Linked DNA regions of Canis lupus: region 2 is linked to region 1. Evidence: chromatin contacts called from public Hi-C data. All regions are on one chromosome and are shown on one strand. The core of a region is the stretch at or near the end of the contact, and the rest is flanking DNA. Distances in the headings are between cores, read along the strand shown. Region 1 holds the start of GALNT10 (polypeptide N-acetylgalactosaminyltransferase 10). Region 2 has its middle 33 kb from the start of FAM114A2.

Region 1 (7,103 bases), core at 2,448-4,947:
TATGGTAGTTAACTTTCTGATGGGTAAGGCTCTGCCACTAGGTGAGGTATTGATTTCTGGATATTCTAAGAATAAAGTCCAGCTCTGACACAATGAGGAAAACTCTCGATACTTGAAAATTAAAGTCCTTCGTATTCTATTATCCTACCAATTTCTATTCTACAGTCACTATTATCCAATGAAGTCATTTCTCACAAGAGATTATGGCTCTCAAATAGGAAGGGGCTGCATCACGTTTCCTAACATAGGTGTTCAATAGCCAGTTCCCAGATCTGGAATATGAAACAGACTGCAGGATTAATGCAAGATATTAAGCAGATTGGGGCTAGGAATGAGAGGGACCCCTAAGTTAAAATGAAGATGGCTTCAGGACGAAATTTTCTTGCTCGGTTTTACAACTCTCTGAGAAGCCAGCCATCTGATCAGATGAATGCTGAAATCCTAAAAGCATTTATGTGTCCTTTATAAATCAGCTGCCCTACCCCACTCCAGAGGTATACCTAGGATGAGCTAACATGACAGTTCTATAGACTGACTTTCTAGCAGATGACAAATGCTCTTAACTTTAAATCCTTTATTCTTCAATCCAGTGGAGAAGTCAAGGAGTTAAAGGACTGCTCTAACAAGGAATATGTTAACCCTCCAACCCACAAGGAATGTATTAGGCATTTGGATAGAGTCCTGTCAGACTTCCCTCCAGAGCCTCTGCAGTTATTTCTACCAGAAAGATCAACGAGGTGCTCTGGGATAATTTTCCACAATTACAAGAGCAGCAAGCTGAGCTCAGAACTGGTCAGCCCTGTCAAAAGAAGCCCCGTGTGCTCAAGATGCCAGATTTCGCAGATAGCAGACTGATGTGTTACGTGCACGTTCCAGTGCCCTGGGATGAGGGATAGAACACCATCACTCTGAGAAGTCAGCCTCCTCCCTCAAGGCCAGCTGACATTCAGACAAGGGACTGGGGGCCAAGCCCAGTGCTGTGCATCTGCAGGAGAGGGACACAAAAAGTGGCTGTGTGGAAATTTGGCAGAGTATTCCTGAAAGGCAGCCGATGAATGCTGAATCCTACAGCACCTAGTAGAGCTTATCGTTGGGGAAACAGCTCCTTTCTGCTACTCCCAGGAAGCAAAGAGAGTTTCTTTAAGCAAGGATATTCCATCAGTACCCCCTGGGAACCACCACCACATCCCTTCATGTCTTCTTCCTCACCTCCTCGTCATGATATTCCAGAGCAAAAGAAATGAGCAAGAACTAGACCTTCCCAGACGAGCCTATCTGTCCCTTCCAGTTAAGGGCTCCAAGCAGTGCCCAGCTGTTGGTTCCCTCTCTCTTTGCCCAAAAGGCTGCCTTACTCCATCAATTCCCTCTTGCACAAGTGAGTAATTTACTTTGAAAGCTCAGGCCAAACTGGCAGTTAACCTTGACCTTCTCTCTACACATCTGGGTCTATAGAAAATGAAAATCAGGATGTCTCTGGCATCCACGGCAAATGAAATACGAGGGCTTTCTCCAGGCAGAGGCAGAATGTCATGAGCTATTTTAGAACTGGCTACAGCTATTCCAAAGGAGAGTTAGTACTGGGCAGGACAGTCCCCCCTTGACCTGGGGCTGTGTCCAGGATGGAGCCCCCACAGCTCCAGATGCTACAAGGGACCCCTGCCCTCAGGAAAGAAAAAAGAAGTGGCCATTGTACTTCTGATTGATGCACTGATGGTTTCACAATGCTGGAGCTGGACCAATAACCACATTTTACAGATGGCAAACGGAGGCTCAGAGAGGGAGATGAGAGGTGATCCAGGACACACACAGCAAGTTAATGGTAGTGCCGAGGATGGAACCCTGACCTCCTGCCACTGATGCTGCCATAGGGTGGGAACAGCAGAACGATTTCATGAAGGAAAATTGCATATGCATACAGGACTTATGGCAAAGAGGGGGCGCCTGGGCGGCTCAGATGGTTAAGCATCTGCCTTCGCTCAGGTCATGATCTCCAGGTCCTGCTCCGCGGGGAGCCTGCTTCTCCCTCTCCCTCTCCCTCTCCGCCTGCCTGTGCTCACTCTGTCTCTCTCTTTCTTTCTCTTTCTCTCTCTCAAATGAATACATAATAAAATATTTTTTGCAAAAACAAAAACTTAAGGCAAAGAGGTCTAATATGGCTGTCAGGGTTCGAACCAGAGGTTTAGTGAAGAAGTTGAGAAGCTTAATTTCCACACATTAAGATCTACCAAAGAGATCAACGAGACCCTCCAGGATGGTTTGCAACAATTAGGAGAGTGACAGGCTGTACTCATATTGGTCATCTCTGTGGCCAGCAGCCCTCTGTGCTCAAGACGCCAGACTGCCCAGACAGCAGCCTGATACCAGGAAGAGAGGAAAAACATCAACCTCTAAAGTCAGCTTCTTCCCTCATCAGCCAAGTTTGACCCCGATGGACAAATTTTCCATGTCGCATGGGGTCCAGGAAATCCTAGAAGAGAACCTGAAATGTCCCACTGCGTGAAACAGGTCAAGCACGTATACACTCACCGGCACCTACTGAGCCAGGAGCGGGGAAGGTAGGAGTGCTCTAACAGAGCTTCTACCATTATCAGTCTATAGGCACGAGTGACACAACACACACACACACACACACACACACACGTGGGGGAGTTCAGAGGAAGCAAGAACAATTAAGATCCCAGGCTTGGCTGCAAGAAGGAACACACCTAGTCAAATTGGACAAGTTCAAAGGGATCATGGGTACTCTGAGAAGGGATAAGGAAGGTACCTGATGTTCCACTCTCAGGGCACACTGGGTACAAAGAGCCTCTGGGAAATTTGTGGGGGGTCCCTCCACTAGAACTCTTCTAGACTCCCGTAAGGTAAAAGGCAGGAGGCCCCCCAAGAACCAGGCGCTCCCCCCTCCAGGAGGACCTGAAGCTTCAAGGGGAGCATGGTCTTTGCATCCTCCAAGGAACCCACAGATCTGGGAAAGAGGGAGGGTGAGGAGGGGGAGGGGAAACTAATGGGTAGACGAAGGAGGCCTAGTGTCCCTTTGGGCAGACGGGAAAACAGGAAAGGGGCTGACCTGACTAAGGAACACTGGAATCAGCAGGTGGGGGCGAAAGCTGCAAAGACCCAGACACTAAATAGAAGGACTGGCAGTTCCAGAAGAAGGAGTCGTCCTGGGATACAGGGGATGCAGGCAGGATCCTCCACAAGCCAGAGATGCTGGGAGGTAAAGGAACACCAGACGTGGACAGAAAGGAGGATGCCCACCTAAGGCACAAGACGGACCTCCCAGACTGAGCAACAGGAGTCTCGGCTTCTAGTTCGGATTCTGTCTCTGACTGACGTGGGGCCCTGGACAAGCTCCCGTCCTCTCTGAGCCTCGATGTTCCCAATCCCCAAAATGGGAAGAACAGAAGAGTCTCCGGGGCGCACGCCGAGGAGACAGAAAGGGAAAGGAGGAGCAAGGATCCGAAGGCTCCAGGGGAAGACGGGGAGACAGAGTCCCCACCCCCACGGCAGCCGGGGGGACTCACCAGTCCGGCCGCCGGGACCACCGCCGCCCCCGAGCCCCCGGGGGTGCCGTCGGGCTGCCGCTCGCGGTACAGCGCCCAGAGCCCCACGTTGGGCAGAAGGACCAGGGCCGCCAGCACCAGCGCCACCGCCTGCAGGAGCCGCTTCTCCTTCCGCCTCATCGGGGCCGGTGAGCCCCGCCGCGCCCCGCCGGCCCCGCCGCGCGGCCCCCGGCTCCGCGCGTCCGCCCGTCCGCCCGGCGGCGGCAGCAGCTCAGCGACGAGGAGCTGCCGCGGCGCCGGCCCCGCTCCAACTCCGCGGCACTTCCGCCGCTCGCCGGCCGGGGAGCCGGGCCCGGCCACCGCGCCGCCGCCGCGGGGGGGTGTCGCCGCCGCCGCCGCCGCCGCCGCCGCCCCGCGCCCGCCGAGCCGCGCGCCCCGCGCCGCCCCCCCGCGCCTCGCCTGCCGCGCCCCGCGGGCCGCGCGCCCCGGCCCCCGCGCCGCTCCTCCCCGCCCGCCCCGGCGCGGAGGGGGCCCCCGGGGCCGAGCGCCTCCCCCTGTCGCGCCGCGATGGTGCGGCCCGCTCCTCGGCCCCGCCCCGCCCGCGGCAGCTTTGCCAAAGTCCCGGAGTTGGCGAGTTGGGCGCTAACTGGTGCGGGCGGAGCGGGGGTGCGCGGGGGTGCGCGGGGGCGCGCGGGGGCGCGCGGGGTCCCCCACCCCCTCCCAGAGCTCTGTCCGCGAGCTCTGCTCCGGATCCCCCCGGGAGTTCGCGCGCGGCCCGCGGGGGTGGGGGGGCTCGGGGCTGCGGCCGCCCACCCCCTCGGCTCGGCTCGGAGGACCAACTTTGCTCCGGGGACTCGGTGGTCCCAGGCGGGAAATGGAGCCGCAGCTGTGCTCCCCGCGCGCGGCTCTGCGGCGGGCCCTAGTTGTCTTGCCCTCGGGGTCCGGGTCCCTGGCGCTGGCTGTGCACGCTCTCTGTAAGCTGTCGCGTGCTGCGCCCTCCTGCCACCCGACCGCTGTCCGGCCGAGCGGCGGGAGGGGACCCGAGCCTCTGCAGGAGCCCTTCTCACGCAAGCCCAGTCTCCGTGCAGTTGGGATGCCCTCCGGGCCAGTGAGTACTTCTGGGCGCGCTGAGCTCACGGAGCCCTTTCTGGAACACTCTGGTCCGTTTCTGTTTCCCGGTCAGCAACCAGCAAGCCGCTGGTGAATGCCTTCCGAGGGCCAGACGCTGTGCCAGGCACCGGGGTGAAGTGAAAACAGGCTCGAGCCCTGTAGTCTGGGAGCTGAAACAAAAAATGCATAATTGCATTAGGCGAGGGAGTGGGTCTGTAACCCTGATGAGGGCTCTGAGGAAGTCGAGCCGCCTGGGCTCTGTGAAGGGCTGCAGAGCTGACTCCGACGGGGACGGGGACGGGGACGCCTGTGGCTCCTCGGTGCCCTCCGCTTAATTGCTTCCTCTCTGATGGCGCGGGATGACGCGCCCTCTCGGTTGCCTTCCTCTTCGCCACCCGCAGCCACCTGCGTCCTCTTCATTCTCTGACCTCCGTGCCCAGCCACCCCCGGCCTTGGACCACCCGTCCTGACGTCCTCCCCAGTCTTCCAGCTCCAGGCTGAGCGATGGGGATTCAATTCTGCTGAAATTCTAGCCTGGATCTGGGCATCTCCACAACCTTTAAAGCTCCCATCACCTAAGCTCCAGAGTTGACTGACACTTCCTGCCTTATCTCTGGCCTGTCCTGCCTGTTGATGGCTGTTTTCCTTTATGTGCTGTCGTCCATGAAGTTCCTTCCACCCCAAAAGCCCTCTCCTCTTCCACATCTGTGTTGATAGAAGTCTTTGTTATCCTTCCATGTCTAGCTGAACTGCTACCTCCTCCAGGAACGCCTCCAAAACTCCTCAGAGGGCTGCTCTTTCTTTGAATTTCTGCTACAGTAATGCTGACCTTTTATTGAAGGCTTAACTCTGTGCCAGGCACCATGTTAAACCCTTGACACACGCTACCTCTTTTAATGCTCACAGTTAGCTACCCTGTGAAGTAAGTGCTTTTCTTACCCGTATTTGCAAATGCGACTCATTAAAGAAAGCTGCTATCAGAATGATCATCCTGTTTTAACAAAGGGTGGATAGCATCACCCCTCTGTTCAGATCCCTCCAGTCGTTTCCCATCTCCTGGATTTCTGTAAGAAACTGTAAGATCTCACAAGGCCATATATGAATAACCGTCACCTTTTCTTTCATTATCCCCCAGCCCATTTGCCTTCTTGCTGTCGAGCTTGTTTCCTGCCTCTGGGCCTTTGCACTTGCTGTTGCCTTTACCCAGAAGGCTCACTTTTTTACCTCTAGATCTTAGCTCTATGCCTTGAGAACTGTGTTTTTTAAATTATTTCAGTGGCAAATGTACATAACATAAAACTTACAATTTTAACCATTCAGCGGCATTACATACATTCCAGTTGTTTAACTATGTACTTCATGTAAGTAGAATCATCCAATATCTGTCCTTTTGCGTTTGGCTTATTTCACTTAGCATAATGTTTTCAAGGCCCATCCATGTTACAGCATGTTTCAGAATTTCAATCCTTTTGAAGATTTAGTAATATTCCATTGTATGTATACATCACACTTTGTCTATCCATTCATCCATGCCTGGACATTTGGATTATTGCCGTCTTTTGGCTATCGTTATTCATGCTGCTATAAAGACCCCTATCCTTTTTATACTGTGGTTGATAACACAGTATTTATATAATTGAATTTCCATCTATCTCTGACAAAAGTGGAAGTTCCTGGAGGTGAAGATAATGTTGCAAAATTCTTTTATGTGCCTTTACAGCAGAAGCACAATGCTAGAAACAGTAGCTGGAGCAATCCTTTTACAAAGAGGAGGCTCACTCTGCTCCTGGGAACTTGCCTGGGACTTCCTTATATGTTACAATAATCTGTGAGAATCCTTACCATAGCTCATGAGGCCCTACATGATCTGACCTGATTTCTAGACTTTGTTCTCTCTCCTTCCCTTCTAGTTACACTGGTCTTCTTGCTGTATTCCTCAAGTGCACCAAGTTGATGATGGCCTCAGGGCCTTTGCACATTTGCTGTTCCAATGTCTAGCAATCTTTTCCTCTAAACCTCTGCTTGATTCTCTCCCTCCCATCTCTCAGGAACCAGACCAAATGTTCTGCCTTGGAGGGAGCCTCCCTGACCAGCTGATCTCAAATATCAAAGAGCACCCCATCTCCATTTGCTCTATATTTCTTTAGAACAAGGATCCTTTACAGTATGTTCTGCTTCTAGCATATACTTCTCTTTTTTTGGAAATCAGAAAACTGGTGCTCCTTACAAGCAGAGGAAATTGCAGAAAGGTATCCCCTCTCCCTGAGCCAAAGCAGCAGGAGCTGAGCCAGGGCACATTGGATTTTCAGCTCATACTCCAGCTCAGACCACGCAGAGCTAAGCTGTGGCCCCTCTCAGGCCTGGAACACAATAGGTGCTCAATAATAACAGGATGACTGAAGTATAGCAGCTGAGGTCATGTACTGGAAAATCTTCAGTGTCTCTCTTCTCCCCACCCCTTCTTCCAGCTCCCTAGAGGAGTCTGCACAA
Region 2 (7,103 bases), core at 2,943-5,442, 110 kb after region 1:
TTTTTTTTAATTTTTTTTTTTTTTTTTTTATGATAGTCACAGAGAGAGAGGCAGAGACATAGGCAGAGGGAGAAGCAGGCTCCATGCACCAGGAGCCCGACGTGGGTCTCCAGGATCGTGCCCTGGGCCAAAGGCAGGCGCCAAACCGCTGCGCCACCCAGGGATCCCCAGACTGAGCAGTTCTTGAACTGGAAGTGGAGCCAAAGTTAAAAGCCCTGGGCTTGGGAGTCAGAATGACTTGGGTTTGCCAATCACCCTGCAAGGCGATCATTTTCTTTCTCCACTTGACATTGCGGCTCAGCGAGGTGGAGTAATTTGCCCAGTATCACGCAGCCAACCAATGGACATCAGTTCCACAGACTTGAAATGTGGTTCTAATCTAGGAACCCCAGGGCCAGCCATGGGTCATCCTGACATCTTCTAATCTCCAAGGTAAAGTTGGGGAAGGCATGAGAAGGATTTATATTGAGTTAGATGTGAGGCTGATGGCTTGGGGCATTTGAGACCCAAGGAGGAAGGACAGCCTGGTCCTCCAAGACTGCAAGAGAAGGTGGGAAGTGCCCAGGGCTGACCTGCTCTGTCTTTCACTGGTGAACCCTCGCCGTGTAGCTGGGCAGGGCTTCCCACCTCTCTGTGCCTTCCCACCTCTCTGTGCCCCAGTGTAATAAGAAGCAGCGTTTATTGAGTTCAGACACAGGGCACAGTGTTTTCTAATATCTTCATCTCATTTTCTCCTTACAACAACCCTGAGATTTTTATTCCTGTGGCACTGATGAGTTACATGAGGCTCAAAAAGCTCATTTGAATTGCCCAGGGTCACAGAGCTAGGAGTCACGCTGCTGGGATTTGAATGCTCCTCTGTCTGGTTGCAAATTTTTTCAGTGCAACATACTCCTTGAAGGAGTCCATAAATGAGGAGTATGCACATGGATGTTCTATAATCCTAGAAACAGAGCTAACCCACATTATACTGTCTATGCACTTGGCACAGAGCAAGACCATTCCTTCCAAAGAACCCTATGAATGGGGGGCTAATGGTATCCTCTTTCAGCACATTTGGAAACTGATGCTCATAGACCTTAAGTAACTTGTCCAAAGTCACTCAGCTACTAAGAAACAGGCTGTGGTTTGAATCCAGGTCAAACTCACTCCCAAGCCCATGCTCTTAATAGAGTTTATTGTTTAGCCCAGAACACTTTTTTTTTTTTTTTTAAAGTAGTCTCCACAACCAGCATGGAGTCCAACACGGGGTTTGAATTCACAACCCTAAGATCAAGACCAGAGCTGAGATCAAGAGTCTGGTGTTTAACGGACTCTGCCACCCAGGTGCCCCTGGCCCAGAACATTTTGAGAATTAAAGTTACAGGTAATGCCAGGACAGAGACAGAAACAGGGATGTGTGGTCATCCCAGCTCTTGACACTTGGATTCTCGCCATCTCTCAGGACCACCATGAATCATCACAACATGAAGAATCTACTGCAGCTGGCAGCACCATCATTTTTATTAACAATTAATGCTTATATTGATCTTAGGAAGCATTTTAGGGAAGGGGCAAAGTCCTGTGGAAGTGAGGCATTTGGGATTGGGTACTTGAGATTTTTTAGGAAGGGGTGAGTTCAATTGCCTCTGGAGTCACAAAAAGAAGTAGTCAATGCGCAGGTGGCACCAACCCCCCACTGTCCTTCACTTTCTGACTCCAGGCACTGGATGAGGAGAGATGGATTAAAAGAGCAGTCCAAGGAAATGGAGATAAATGACTTCAGATTTGGTATGATAAGAAGACCACGGAATTTCTTAGATCCAGAAAAGAGACCAGAGCATTATCAGGCTATTACTTGAAACCATATGTACCTCTAACTCAAGGCTATAATCATGTGGGGGCAAAGCCGGGGAGAATTATCTGCCTCAGAATTCCCAAAATTCTAACCATAAGGGCCTTATCCCTTTGGGCAAAAGTTTCATTCCTCTAGGACACCAATTTTAAAAATGAACAACCACAGAACTATTTGAGTTCGTTATCAGTTATAAACACAGCACCTCAGATTTCCTTCTGAATTTGACAGCTGCCTGGGATGGAGGAAAGGTAAGTTGTGATGGAGAAATGGGCAGAGGGGAAGCTTCAGGACATGGGTTTAGCATGGGGTTCCTGGCAGCCAGGAGGCAGTGAAAAAGGCTTTGGGGGTCTAAGGGCTGAGGAGAAGACAGCACCAGGAGGGTAAAGGCCACCTCTCCTGCCTTGGCCATGCTAAGTTCCAGGGCAACCACCTTGCAGAGAATGGTGGGGTCATGGGATTCAAAGTGGTACAAGGCAAAGAGTCTGGAGAGCCAGGACCCCGGAGTGCTGAGGCAGCTCTGCTAAAGTGAGACCCCAGGCAAGTTAATCGCCCTGTGACGCCTCATCTACCAAGCATGAAGCTTTGCTGAAAATGAAATAATCTCTGAGGATTTTTTCAGCTCTCATCCCAGATGAGGTTCTAGGCTGCGTCACGAAGTGAATCTTGCTGTGCCCAAGTCGGTGGCTTAGAGCTAAAAGGCTCTTGACTGGAGTACAGGTGTGGCCTCCCCTCCACAATGTCCCTTTTCACCTTCATTCTCCTGGTGACCAAGGCGGCTTCTCATCTCTCCTAGTCCCATCTCTTCTTTTTGATCTCTGGAGAGAGGGCAGGAAAGAAGGGCCAGCAAGAGCAGGGTGGGCAAAGGCTTCTGGTGGGTTCCACCTTCCAGGGAGATCAGGAATTGCCTAAGAGAGAACTGAGGAAAATAGGTGAGATCACTGACTACCAACTGCAGCAAAGACAAAATCTTATCTAGAGATGGCCCAGGGATTGACCACAACGTCTAAGAGGACGCATTGGGTAATGTCAACTAAGATTTAGCTTCTTGATGCTTTAGGTTTTTGTCATCTTTAATGAGGAATCGGTGGACTATTAATATTAAATGGACATCTCCTCTGACAGGATCTGGCTCGGTGCTTTATGTATTATCTCATTTAGTGCTCACAACAACACTCCCAGGGAAATAGTATCTTCATTTTACAATAGCTTAGAGAGGAGAAATCATTTGCCCAAGTTTATACAGCTCAGAGGTAGAAGAGCTGGGATGCATACCAGGTCTGTGTGACCCTACAGTCCCAGGCTGGGCCCCTACATTGTGCTACCATTTTATAAAGGAGTCAGATATCACTATCCCTCTAGCTTACTCAAAAGGTTTTGGTGCAGGAGGAGGGGGAAGGGGAGAGGATGCCTGGGTCCCAATCTCATTTATTAGCCTGTTACTTAAGGCAAGTTGCTTAACCTCTCTGAGTCTTAGCTTCCTTACCTGTGCCAGGAGGGATTAGAATAGCCCTAATCTCAGAGATGTGTTGTGAGGATGAAATGAACTTTCAAGTATGAAATGGGCTCATAGGCCCATAGCGAAGGCTCCATCCTTTTTAGGCATTATTATAATTCATGTTATTCTTAAATAGTATGCAAATCAAACTGTGGCTTCCCTGACGTCTACAGCTGGGTGGGTGGGTGGGGGGGAGGGTCTTCTGATAAATCCCCGCTGGTGTTATGTGCCCTTTGTGAAAGCTAAGAAGTTGCTCCCACCATCATCAGACAACCCCACTGACGTGTGGCTGGTTCATGAGGAGCTTTCACAGGATTTCATCAGCATGACTCACCTGTGAGGTACGTGCTGACCACTCTCTGCAACTAAGAGAAGTCCTCACGGTTGAAGGTGTTTTTGGTTTGGTTTTGTTTTGAATTCCCAAGCCCAGAGCTTTAATCCACGGTGTCATAGAGAATTAAAATGGCTTCTCTTTGGAGCCTTTGGGTGTCTGTATGTGCATGTGGACAGATAGACGGCTACAGTACTGAGGAAAGGGGAGAGAGTGGGCCTTGGAACATGCCAGACTGAGAAAGGGATGTATTCAAGCTAAGCGCTTCATCTAGCCCCACGGGAACTCTTGGAAATTTGGTTTTTGGACTTAAACTCCGAGTGGTTATGACTAATCCTACCAGACTAATTCCTACCCTGGGCTGTGTCTTCTTGCCCCAGGCCAACTCCTACCCCTCAGTACTTCACTAGGAGCTGGTGACTATCAACCCTCATTGGGGACTTGTGGAAATGCACCCACCCTGATATGTTCCCTTCCAAAAGCTTCCTGAGTATGGGTTGCAGCTGATCTCCGGGAGCTGCTTGGCTTGGTGTTGGCCATGTGGCTTTAGGAGATAATAACGTTGCTCCCACCCAGCTGGGCCTGGTTGGCCACCCTGGTGCCTGTCTGCTGTTTCCACTCAGGACTGTATTAGGAGGGCCGGCAGCAGGAGGAAGGGCAGCAGCGACTTCCTGTCCTTTCTGCGACCCAACGGCGGCCCCTTGTGCCCATCAACAGAACTACAGGCACTTTTGTCTGATTTCCCACTAAGTTTCTGGGTTTTGTTTTGTTTTTTTTTTTAGTCTTTTTGTTTGTATTTATTGAGACCTACTGTGTGCCAGCCATGGTTCTAGACACTGTGAACACACAAGCAGACAAAACAAAACCCTTTCACTTATTACACTTTAATGCACCAGCTGGGGAGGCAGAAAATATACATTCATGTATGTGCACATAGATGCTGGATGCTCAGAACTGTAGAAGAATTCAGCAGGGAAGAGGGGTTGTTGGGTCATGAGGGGAAGAAGGGCAACACTTTTCAATCAGGTGGTCAGAAAAGCCTCACTAATGAGGTGATCTCTAAGAAGGAATTGAGAGAGATGGGGAGGAGCATCCAGCTAGGTAAAAGGGCAGGAATGAAAGTCCTTGGAGGGTTACCCGCATTTGTTTCAGGGACAAGGAGGCCAGTTGAGAGAAGAGCAGCAGGAGATGCTGAGAAGCTTTGGGGTCAGATGGCAGAAGGCAATGGGTCCCCAGCCTAGCTTCAGTGTCACCTGTGAGCTTGTTTCACATGCAAATCGCCAGGCTCTACCCCAGACCCACTGAGTGGGGAACTGTGTGAGTGGGCTCCAGCAGCACGGGTCTTCACAAGCCCTCCTGCTGAGTCTGCTGCCGCTACAGTCAGAAAACCACTGCTTCAGGGCCTGAGAGGCCCCACTGTTTTGTCAGAGTCAAACACTTTCATTTTTCTTATGAGAAGCTGTTGGTAGTTTGGGGCAGAGGAGTGCCATGATATGATTTTAATAAAAATGTACTTGTGCCCTAGCCCTACCCCCCAGAGATTCCGATCTGAGCTATGGGCTGGGCAATGACATTTCTAAAAACTCTCTAGGTAATTCAAAGGTGCAGCCAAGCGTGAGGTCCCTGGCTTCTGGCTTGAGAATAGGGTGAAGGGGGCCAAGGGAGGAAACAGGGAGCTCAGTTGGGAGGCTACTGCTGTAAGGCACGATGACGGCTTGGATTGGAATGACAGCAGTGGAGGTGATGAAAAGTGGTCAGATCCTGGATGTACTCTGAAGGTATCCTATCAGGATTTTTGATGAGTTCTATGCAGGGTGTAAGAGAAAGTTGTTGGAATGATGTGGTTTCCATTTGATACAGTGGGGAAGACTGTGGGAGGGATAGGTCTCCTTAAGCAGGGGAATCAGGAGTTTGATTTTGAACGTGTTAAGTTTGAGAAATCTGTTCGAGAGCCAAATGGAGATGCTGAATAGGCTCCAGGGAGATGGCCAGCCTGGACATCCAAGTTGTGAGCTGTCAGTGATAGATGATGTTGAAAAGCCAAATGGTGGGATATTTAGGGAGGGAGTGTAGATTAAAAAAAAAAGAGAAGGCTGAGGAAGCCGTAGGGGCACTTCAATGTAGGAAGAAAAGAAGTAGGAAGAGAACCAAGAGCCAGTGGTGTCCCAGGAACCCAAGTGAGAATGTATTTCAAGAAAGAGAGAATGATCAATGATCATAAACTACTGACCCATCACACAGCATGAAGATTGAGAATTGGCTGCCAGACTTAATAGCATCTAGGTCATGGGGACCACAGTGACTGGGAACAATGTCAGTGGAGGGGCTGGGAGAGGGTCAAAGCCTATCTGCAGAATAGGAGAAGAGCAGCTGGAGACACAGAGGATAAATAAGTCTTTTCCAGGATTTTGCTGTAAAGGGAGGGTATTGGAGGAGAACAGGGTCAAGAAAGGCCCTCCCCCAACCCTTTTTAAAAGATTTTAAAATTTAAAATTTAAAATCTCTCATGAGAGACACAGAGACAGAGGCAGAGACATAGGCAGAGGGAGAAGCAGGCTCCCTGCAGGGAACCCGATGTGGGACTTGATCCTAGGACCCTGGGGGTCACCCCTGAGCTGAAGGCAGATGCTCAACCACTGAACCACCCAGGCGCCCCCCCCCCCTTTTTAATATGAGAAATAACAACATATTTCTACCTTTGTTAGGAAAGATCTTCCAGCACAGGGAGAAATTAATAGATATTTTAATAACAACAAACATTTATTAAGCACATTTTTATGCTCCTGGCACTGTGTTTAATGTTGTACATGAATTATTTTCCTTTCAACATTTCCTCCTCTCCACAATTCTAGAGAAAGTTCTATTATTATCCTCAATTTATAGACAACAGAGCTTGAGTGCTGAGAAATGAACTAATGTTCCCAAAGACACAGCCAGTGTGATGGGAGAGCAGAGGTTCCATCCTGGAGTCACCTTCAGAGCTAGAGCCTTTGGCCCCTGCTCTGAAGCCTAGCTGTCAGGCTCCCTGCATGTGGGACACCCTTCTAAATGCTTGGGGTTTTGGTGCTCATCTAGAAGAAATGAAATGACTCAAAACTGTCCCAAAGAAACCAACTGTCAATTAAAAGTCATCATGACGACAGCACTATTATAAGATTTCCCAGTTATAACTGAGAGAAACTTCTGGATATCTTATTCTTTACTCTGTCACCCCAGCACAATGTTGCTGTTGTACAGAAGTGTTTACTGCCTGGAACATCCTGGGTGTTCAATGTAGCTGTGCTCATCCTGTTGTACCTATCTACAAGGCACAGTCTCCTTGATTCTATTAAACATGCTCCCTTCTTTTGCTAGCAGCCTTGATATTCAGCTCTACTCCCTGCCTCTTCTTCATGGAGGGCCCCTCTCTGCACGATCTCTGCAGGCTGCGTGACCAGCTC

The links. Hi-C and Micro-C count contacts between places; a contact is called where the count stands out from the background.
Region 2: a contact with region 1 is called in a Hi-C map of skin fibroblasts, with 2.4 times the contacts expected there. The contact joins the enhancer-like site here to the promoter of GALNT10 in region 1. A contact is called at or near these places in 4 of 9 Hi-C or Micro-C datasets (amygdala, blood, liver and 1 more).

Annotation. Positions count from the first base shown.
Region 1 is chr4:56,353,782-56,360,884 of UU_Cfam_GSD_1.0, forward strand. GALNT10 (polypeptide N-acetylgalactosaminyltransferase 10) reads right to left here and starts at 3,698. Exons shown (of 12, transcript XM_038534954.1): 1 at 3,525-3,698. The coding sequence starts at 3,683.
Region 2 is chr4:56,459,144-56,466,246 of UU_Cfam_GSD_1.0, forward strand. No RefSeq gene overlaps it. Among named protein-coding and RNA genes, the nearest start is that of FAM114A2, 33 kb to the right of the region's middle. Within about 2 kb of position 4,193, at least 2 of the 20 cell types and tissues checked have an H3K27ac peak or open chromatin away from gene starts, as enhancers often do.